Linked DNA regions of Rattus norvegicus: region 1 is linked to region 2. A link is a contact called in public Hi-C data. All regions are on one chromosome and are shown on one strand. The core of a region is the stretch at or near the end of the contact, and the rest is flanking DNA. Distances in the headings are between cores, read along the strand shown. Region 1 overlaps Fars2 (phenylalanyl-tRNA synthetase 2, mitochondrial). Region 2 holds the start of Nrn1 (neuritin 1).

Evidence for each region. A called contact is a pair of places that touch in the nucleus more often than the background predicts.
Region 1: a contact with region 2 is called in a Hi-C map of the A7r5 cell line, with 3 times the contacts expected there. The contact joins the enhancer-like site here to the promoter of Nrn1 in region 2. A contact is called at or near these places in 4 of 12 Hi-C or Micro-C datasets (the A7r5 cell line, the Rat2 cell line, Schwann cells and 1 more) and 1 of 1 datasets of contacts at active chromatin or transcription factors (oligodendrocytes).

The regions. Positions count from the first base shown.
Region 1 is chr17:28,788,764-28,793,751 of GRCr8, forward strand. All of the region lies in intron 5 of Fars2 (phenylalanyl-tRNA synthetase 2, mitochondrial), which reads right to left. Among named protein-coding and RNA genes, the nearest start is that of Fars2, 160 kb to the right of the region's middle. Within about 2 kb of position 1,433, at least 14 of the 93 cell types and tissues checked have an H3K27ac peak or open chromatin away from gene starts, as enhancers often do.
Region 2 is chr17:28,332,464-28,337,404 of GRCr8, forward strand. Nrn1 (neuritin 1) reads left to right here and starts at 2,963. Exons shown (of 3, transcript NM_053346.2): 1 at 2,963-3,204. The coding sequence starts at 3,150. LOC120097730 (a long non-coding RNA gene) reads right to left here. Exons shown (of 3, transcript XR_010059462.1): 3 at 3,203-4,941.

The DNA.
Region 1 (4,988 bases), core at 183-2,682, 450 kb after region 2:
GAATGGGGTGCAGTAGGAAAGAATATTTCATGAGGAAGAGTTTTTCAATCTCCACACTGAGGCTGATTACCGGGAAGCATACGGAGGGCTAGCCACCTCAAGGTAGAGGTTCTGAGGTTCCCTATCATCTGTGTGCAGGCAGGCTGACACTCTTGTTTGGTGCTCAAATCAGTGGTACTATCAATAACACAATATTCTGCAGAGATCTCCCAGGGCAACGAGACTCTTCTTGGGCTAATTTTTGTCTTCGAGTCTATTGTGCTAGAAGTTACTATGTCCCACACCACAAACAAATCTTCTATGTTCATGTATCTGGATAGGTCATGCTAAAATGCGGATAAAAGGACAACCCAATTTAGTCTAGAGGGGTGAGATTGTCCTCCCAAATTCTATTAGAAAAAAAAAAAAAGGCAACTGCATAAGTAGACCGTGTAGCTCTCCATGTCTTCTGAATGGGGCAAGCCACCTGCCACTCAACAGTACATTCCAGACACAGGAGGTACACCGCAGCAGGCTCAGCTTGGGCTGCTTTGTGTCACAACCTCCTGGGCATTACTTCACTGCAGTGTTTCATAAGCAGCATGGGTGACAAAGTATCATCTAAAGAAAGAACAGAGCACTCTGTTAAAAACAATGCTCAGCCACAGTTACAGGTCAGCACAGCTTGACCTTGTTAGGCTACAAGATGTATTGGGAGATAAGTTCACACAAACAGTTTTCTGTCTTTGTGCACAAAATCTTCTTGGTGATACACATTGAGTTTCTATTATTCTTATAACCAAAATTGGGAGGTGGGAGATCCATCTCTTCTGAATAACAAAGCATACTGACATCACAGGCTTCCTTCGCTTAGGCAGATTACTGAACAAACAAATATTTATTCTGAGTTACTCAGCTGTGATACATGAGGGGATTCATGACGTGCTGTGTCTGGTGCCTGTTAAGCTCTTACAAGATAATTGGACTTTGGACCACCTAGAACATTGTGCTTAATGGAGAGCTGAATTTAAAAATTCAAAAACATGGAATGAGCAGAATTTAATCAGTCACACCTCCATCAAATTGAGGCAGAAATAAATAAATGGGCAATAGAAAGGTGCAATAAAACCAGGATTAATCAAACCGTGATTAATTCAGGATCAGATTAAAAACCAATAGTGCCAGCTGCATCAGTCTCTTCTGTAGCGTTTACCTCTCCTACTCCTTTTTATCACCATGTTTCCCCATCTTCTCATTCCACTCTGCTCTCACCCCTAGGGCACTTTCCCTGGATGGATAAACCTGCAGGAGAGTTAATTGTCACATACATGGATTTAATCAGATTGTCCATCACATTTGGGGCCCTGCCTTCAGTGATCCATGACTAATTGTTGTGGTAATTTTTCAATCATTAACAGCAGCACATATGCTGCAGACAAATCCCAAGGTGCCTAGTAAGCCCCAGTGACAAGCAGACCAGAGGCTCCAGAAGGATTGCCACATGCCCCAGCCCAGCCCCCAACCCAATCCTATTAGTCATGCCTCCTTGTTAATATACACTTATCCCAAGGATATGTCAGGCGGCAGAAAGCTCTGAGGGGCTCCGGCGTGCCTTATGACTTGCCCTGTTTTCAATCTAGATTCTGAAAAAGGAAGAGGAAAGGAAATTAAAACTCCATGTGGGACAAGTAGCTGAGGGCCTATTCTCAATTCCACTTGCTTTTCATTCACTTTCACACAGGCTCCTGAGCTGTGGCAAGTGCCCTTTCTTTGAGTTTCAGCAGTATTAGCAATCTCCATGGCAACCACCAGTGCGCATCTGCTGCACCAAACTGCAGCATCTCTGGCTCAATTCTCAAGTTGCCCTGGTGTCAGACGGGGCATGCCATGTGCACTGGTGGGACAAGACCCTGCCTTGGGGAATCTTTCAGCTGATTGAAGCCTGGCTCTAATCACCACATAATATGAGTGAACAAGATCACAGAGAATATGATCTGCCGCGCGAGGCAAGAGGGTTCTAGAAATGCTATTTATTTTTTCATTTTCTTTTTCTTAAGGGTCTTTGTTGGGTAAAAGCAAAGAGGCACTAGCTATCTAACAAAAAGGATTAAATTTCAAGTAGATGCCACAATGTTTCAAGTTGCTGTTTGTTTAAAGCCTATGTCTCAGACACCTTTCATTAAGGAAACTATTCAAGAGGAAATGCAAATTCCTGGGGTTTCCATTTGGGTCTTCTTAGGAAAATGGTTATTTTGCACATTAGTCAGAATATGGAAAGGGAAGAGAAGGATTCATGGAATTTCACTGACAATTTTATTCCTCCTGCAGAGTTTCAGGAAATTCCCTATTACACTCAGTTTTCCCAAGACTAAAATAAGACCTACTTTACTCTAAGGCACCTAGCCCCAGATCATGGAACAAGATCTTCGAAAAACTTAATCAATTTGAGCAATTCCTGTTTAGCTGCTTAAAAGAGGGATGGTTGTTGCAGGCTCTATTGCTGTGAAAAGAGGGACCGAGCGCCCTCTGCTGCTGTGTCTAGGTCAGGCTCCCCATATCCAGAAAACCCCACTAAGGTTCACTTCCGTTACCATGCACTCTTAAAAAACTCTAGCTTAAAAGGCACTCACTGATCAGCAAGAGGAACAAGAGAGATCCAGAAAACAAACAGGTTGCTGTAAATAGAACAGTCTTCCACACAGCCACTCACCACTACCTTGGGTATTATTAGAAACAGTTCAAGAAAGTGCTTGAGAAAATTCAGAGTGCTGATTGCATGTCGTAAACACAAATTAAAGAATTAAAAAAGAAAAATGGAACTTGCATTTCTACTCACAGTCTTTCACGACAAGACCGATACATGATCTCATTGATTAGTATATGTTTTAGAACACTCAGGCAAAAAGAAAAAACTTGTTATTCTTAGATTTAAAGTCACAGCAGTAGTTTCCAACTTTACATTCAAATCCAGTTTGAACAAACACAAATTTGTGTTTTCATAGTGCTGTACAAAATAAACAACACAGAAAAGCTTCACTTTTGAACCACTAAGAACCTAATTATTATAAAATAAAATTACAGAGAAAAGTCAAATGCATTGAATATTACTTTTAATCCTCTTATATAAATGATGGCAATCCACATTGATAACTTCAAATACTAGTTCAGCAATAAGTTCAAATTCTGTCATTCAAATTCATTCTATAGCAAATGATGCAGAAATTGTGCTTCTTCACTACAGATTAACTCCTTCCATCATGTCTAAATAAAAATGACCACAATAAGTAGATAATAGTCTACTAAAATTCAATGCATAGATTCAAATTCTATGCCACAAGCTACTCTGAGAGTTACAAATAACATTCTTCAATTTTTACAACTCAAGGTCAATGCCAATATCTCCCATGAATGAAATTAAAAATTAATTAACAATTAATGGACAGGCAAGGAGTGGTAGCGCAAGCTTTTAGTCCTAACACTTAGGAAGTAAGGGGAGAGGAAGTCTAACCTCTGAGTTTGAGGCCAACCTGATCTACAGAAAGAATTCCAAGCCAGCCAGACCCTGTCTCAAAAAGAAATAAAACAAAACAATAACACAGAATTAATGAATAGGAGATTGTGAGATGACTGTGTGATAAAGGACACTGCCAGCTCCTAAGAGGACCCAGGTTCAATTCCCAGCACCCACATGGTATCTAACAGCATGATCTAACTCCTGTTCCAGGGGATTGGGTCCCCTCTGATGATCTCAATAGGTACTAGGCACAGATACTGGGCACTTACGTACATGTAGGCAAAATACCATACACACAAAATAAAAACAAAACTAAGAACCAAAGAATGAAATAAAATTGAATCAGGGGAAGATGATACTAAAGAGATATCTAGTATAACATTGTATAGTTGACAAATGACAAAACAATGTGAACTTGAACTAATCTATATCTGACTCAGTTACTGACTTGGTTACTGAGCTCTGCTCAACAACACTGAGTAAAATCAGATCCTGTGAACAGACTCAGAGAGGTAGAATATGGAATCCAGTTCCCTTTGGGGGAGAAAGTGTTATAAAACCTCTGGCTACCTGAACCATGTCTTATTTAGAGGCACACACATTATCCCATCTCCTCTGGCTTTCAAAGTAAGACAACATGACTGACAGAAACCTAGCTCTATGATCAGACACCAGTGTGTAGAATATTCTTGATGACCAAGTTCCACAGGCTGGCAAATGGTCTGTGGGTTGCTAGAATAGCAATCGGCAGGTAGCTGGTGGATTCCTGTATGATGTGTTGGAGTAGAGGGGCATGAGGGGGTCTTAGCAGTGAGTAATTGTCTATGGAGAAAGCCATGGGGGATGAGCTACTGATAGCCTATGTAAGAGTCACTTGAGCCAGAGCCAGTGGGGTCCACCATGGGGAGCAGAACACCCCACCATGAACTGCTGTGAGCAGCAGGGGCCCTGGGTGGAATGGTAATACTGTTCTATGTGCAACAGCACCCAGGGAAGGCTGGGGATAAACAGGAGGGAAATAAGAGAGGACACAGCTGAGCTGCTGGGCGGAGCCTGACACCAAAGCCCAGAAATGGTCCTAGTGATGGGGCCCACCATGTTCTCTAGTGGACTCATAGGACACTTTTCATGGACCCAAAAATGGTAAGAATCCAGCAAAGAGACTGGCGCGAGATTTCCAATATTTCCTGTTAGACAATGCTTGGATGTGGAGACTGGAGGCTCTGAGAAGCCTACATTTACAGGTACAAATTCCAAACACAGAATCCTCTAACCTCATCATTCAAATAGGCATGGTGCACACATTATCTTACAAAGACAAATGAAATTATCACCTTATTCTTATCTTACCACCATCGTCCTATGCATTACTGGAGACTCCTGTGAGGGGTAGGAATGATCTGTTAATTGTTAGGAAATGAAATAGATTGCTGATATGCAGATTCTGGAACTTATTCCACAGACACAGGATATAAAGATCAAGCCCTTACACTCA
Region 2 (4,941 bases), core at 1,713-4,212:
AATTGGGTATTTCTTATTTACATTTCAAATGTTATTCCCTTTCCTGGTTTCCAGGCCAACATCCCCCTAACTCCTCTCCCTCCCATCTATGTGTATGTTCCCCTCCCCACCCTCTCCCCCATTAGCGCCCTCCCCCCAACAATCCCAGTTCACTGGGGGTCCAACCTTGGCAAAGCCAAGGGCTTCCCCTTCCACTGGTGCCCCTACTAGGCTATTCATTGCTACCTATGAATTTGGAGCCCAGGGTCAGCCCATGGGTAGTGGCTTAGTCCCTGAATAGGCATTTCAAATTAATAAAAGAGGAGCTGTCCCCATCCCCAACCATGGATACCGCCCGTGATCTCAGTCGCCCTCACCCCTGCATTGCCTGCTGATCTTGGTTTTTATTACTCTTAGGTTAAGAAGTAGGAAGAAACAAAGCCTTCCGGGGCCTAGACTGAAGAATGGCCTGTGATTTAAAAGGTTCGAAAATTCAAAAACAAAAACATCGTTAGCATCTGCGTTCAATTATTTATTCCCCCAGATTATTTATGGACTGTACCTCTGCCAGACTCTTGCTTCACTTTTTTTTAAGACGCGTGCCAGCGAAGAGAGGCCAGGAAGTAAAGGGCTAGTGTAAAGGAAAGGACCAGCAGAGGACCCAGAGGTGGCATGGCACAGCCGGTTCCGACTCTACACGCACGCGCGCGGGACTGCAGAAGCCTGTCCTGGAGCACCCGATTCACTGAGCTACATTTAGTCTTTCAGTGCGGCCTTCTCACACAAGCCCTAAAGCCCCTGGTTCTGAGTGAAAAAGGATGTAATTGGGAAGATCCCAGGGCACCCACAGAAAAGGTCCTAGAGGGCCCGATGAGTGAACAGGAGGGAGGCAAGGACGTTGAGGGCACGAAATGTAAATCCCCTGGTACTCAGGCTCAGGAGGACTCAGCTCAGAGCCACGGACGGGGGTGTTAGAGGGGAAACCCGTGTCCTGTGCGTGGAACCCTGAAGGGACAAGCGAGTACTGGGAAGGGCTTCCAACCTTGAGGTCCCGCCCCTAGCCAGCCCCTTCTCTACCATTGGAGGGCGTTGGGGGAGGGTCCGAGGGACGCCCCCCACTCGCCACCCGTTCTCGCCCCACCTCCACCCGCCCACCTTTTCTGCTTTTCTGCGAGCCCAAGGAACACTGGGGCAGGAAACTCCTGGAGCTGCCACTGGGCCCCTGGACACCGGGAAAGTGCGCCCCCGCTGCCCCGCCCACCTACCCTGGCGTCACCGGGGCTGAGATGTGGCTCCGCCCCTACAGACCAGGCGGCCAGCCTCGGGTTCTGCGGTTCTGCAGAGCTTCGGGCTTGGGTCCCCTCGGTGCGCGCTTTCCCAGCTTCTCGGGGCAGCAAGGCCCCCGAGGTCCTCCTCAGTTCCTCCCTCCACCGCCTGTCATCTGACCCCAGTTTTGCACCCTTTTCTCCCTTTCTCAGTCCGCGTGCACAGATGGCTGTGTGTGGTTCCCAGTGCAGGGGCTTCGGAAGGCAAATTAAACGGAGCCCCCACCTCCCTAATCCCCTTTCATTTCTGCCACTAACTTGATAGCCTTACGTGGTGGCCCTGAAGTCTTGTAAAATATAAAGGGTTCTTTTATTTTCTCCTTTTCGCTTATCTCTTCATTGTCTTAAGTAATACATCTGGCCAGTGAGGCCTTCAACATTTGACTAAAGTCGCTAGAATTCAGGCTGGTGAAGAGGGTGTGGTGCATTGCAGAAAAAGGAGGGGGAGAAAAACTTAATTTCATTTAAGAAGTAGCCCTGATTATTTTTCCATCTTTCATGACCTACCACAGGACCTTGCACAAACACAGCTGAAGAGATATTTCTTTCTGCAGTGTGTGCTGGGTCATTCAAAAAACAGCGCAGGTGTGTGTGGATCTGGGTGTGTGTGTGTGTGTGTGTGTGTGTGTGTTCGTGATGGACGTGGGTGCGTGTGTGGACATTTGAGTGCGACCCTACAAATGACCCCAGGAGACTCCCAGAAAGGAGCTTGCACACCACAGCTTGCCTTGAAAATTTCCTAAAGCGCTAAGAGTTTGTAAATCACAAGAATCCGAAATTTGCCTTAGCCTAGACTTCTTGCCCAATTGCCTTTCCACACCCCCACCCCCAAATAGGTGTCTCTGTTCCTTGTATAGAGGCCCTTCGGGCGAGTGAGCGTTGCGAATAGTGAGATTCACAAGAGGGCACGCGGAGTCTATTTCTGGGGCCCTGTGTGTGCAGAACGAACCCCCGGGACCTGGGCGTGTACGCGCGCTCGCGTGCAGTGTGCGGGCGAGCTCGGGGGCGCTCGGCTCCGCTCCCGGGCGTGCGCTTTTGTGAGTGTGTGCGTGTGCCGGGAACCGGGTTGTGTGCTCACGCGCTCAAGGCTGCGCCTAGAGCTCAGCTGCAGGGCTGGAGAAAATGAGGGTAGGCAAGTCTGCAGACAGCTGAGGGCGAGAGAGGGGTGATTCGGCTCGGATGAGTCTCTCCCTTCTTCCCACTCCGGCCTGAAGCTTCTCAAACCTCTCTGCAGGGTGGGAAGTGTCTGGGTTCGTTGTGGCGCCAGTGAAGGAGGGAGCAGGTTGAACAATCGAGTGGGCGCGCTAGGACTCCCCGGCTCCGGGCGGGGAGAGGAGAGGGAGCCCCGATTCTGCGCAGGGAGGGGGCGGGGCTGGGGGCCCCTGGAACGAGGAGGCGGGGGTGGCCACCGGGATGAGAAGAGGTCACCCCAGAGAGGCGAGATTTCATTGAGATCGCACATTAATTGGAGATATCTGATTAATTCCAGAGTCTTATGACTATAAATGGTGATTCTCTACCAAGGTGTCTATATTAAAAAAAAAATCAATCCGTGTCATCCCCCACGTCAGGCCTGTTCGTGGGCGTGAGGCTGTACTTCCTCCGCCCCCTCCTAATGGAGTGAACCATTCCCAGCTCCCCCCCCCCCACAGCCTCTCACTCTCTCGCTCTCTTTCTGTCTCTTCCTCGCTCCCTCTCTTTCTCTCCTCCCTCTGCCTTCCCAGTGCATAAAGTCTCTGTCGCTCCCGGAACTTGTTGGCAATGCCTATTTTTCAGCTTTCCCCCGCGTTCTCTAAACTAACTATTTAAAGGTCTGCGGTCGCAAATGGTTTGACTAAACGTAGGATGGGACTTAAGTTGAACGGCAGATATATTTCACTGATCCTCGCGGTGCAAATAGGTAAGTGGCCGCCCGGTAAGGCTCGGTAGGCGGCTGGAGATTGCCTGCCCCAGAGGCGCCTTAGGGGACTTTGCTGGCCGGCAACAGCCTCTGGTTGCAGAAAACCCTGCAGACTCCCGGGATCCGGGTATTAGCTCTTGGGGACTCTGGAGTCCTGGTTGGGTCTTCCTAAAGAAAGAAATTTCTTCTGCAGGGAAGTGTGTGACCAGCTATTTTCCAAGGGGGGTTTTCCCCTTTTTCTCCAAAGCGCACATCCATTTTTTTTTCTCTCTTTTCGGGGTTGAAACAGGATCTGAGCGCTCGTAGCATTTGTCCCATGTTATACTGCAAGATACTATCTTGAGGGGTCGGAACGTGAAGGCAAGAATAAGATGCCTAGGCAGCTGAGGGCTGAAAAGTTTATATGCAGAAAGCGAAGATATTCCAAGGCTGCCCTCAAACTGCAGCATTTAGAACTTTGTCCTTCCCCCGCCCCTCCCCCTATATCCGAGCTGCAGCGTTTGCTCCCGGCACCGCAGACTACTCTGAGAAGGATAAATCAACCAAATATGCACCGATATACTTTTTCAGGCTCATGTGTGTCTGTGATTTTACATATTACCATCGCTAGTCTTTTTATACAGGAAAGGGCTTTACCGTGTTTGCAATATGTCTTTTCGTGTGTTTGTCATTTTTGTTTGCGGCTGTTTGTGGATGGATTGACTTAGTCCCCCATTTTATGTTAAGGAATGTCGAGTCTCAGCTACACTGTTGGGAAGCTTTCTTAAAGTTCATATTTTTTTTCCATCCAATATGCAAATGCTTTAAATACTAGTGAATTTGCTTGTCTGATACCGGATTGGAACATTAATTAACGTAGCTGAAAAGTGAAAGTAAAGCAGTTTATTAATAGAATGGACAAAAGGAAAAAATAGAAACTCTCCTGTGGTTATTCTGGAGATGGAGAAAGCTGTTATCGTGCCAGGATATAGCATTCTTTACAGACAAATCCTTGCAGAATTTCAGGGGCTCTTCAGGGAATTTGTGTGGGACAGGAGACGGGGATGCTTAACATTTTTTTCTTCATAAGAAATGTAGAGGAATTGGGGCTCCTGGAACATTAAAACTGATTCTTTCCATCGGGGTCCATATGCATTTGACATAATCTTGAGAATTTGATTTGGGGGATTTTTTTTGATTGTTTGTTTATTGTTTTGCAGAAACTGGGGTCTTGCAAAGCAAGGAGCATGCAGCAGGATGTTGGCTTTTCCTTTAATTTTAGGAAATGACTTAATGCGTTGTATCTGGTGGTTTTGTGCCTTTGACATTAGTTCAAAGAGCTGCAACCATCATAGGACATGGATCCCAAGGGCAGCAAATTCTTTAAGTATTGGAAATGAGTGAGCATGGCATTTTGTAGTTAGATGACCAATGTTCACAGATTAAGAAAAAGCGAGTGTTTTAAGATAGGGGATTCACCTGGAGGATGTTTAGAGACTCTGTTTCCTAATGGGTGAAAATAGAATATAGTGAAACAGTGATTTGCAGGAGGGATTCATTTGATTAACCTCGGCCTGAAAAATGACCATCATTTTCATAGTGGAATTAAAATGTATGTGCCCCCAAATGTCTACCCCCTTTTTTTTTTTGCATCAGAGCTTCAGTCTTTATTAATTCATAGATGGAAGCTCTCCCAAATTACTGACATTTGGCAAGAAGCGTGGGGGTTGGGGAGGGGCGGGGAAGTAGAGGATGAGG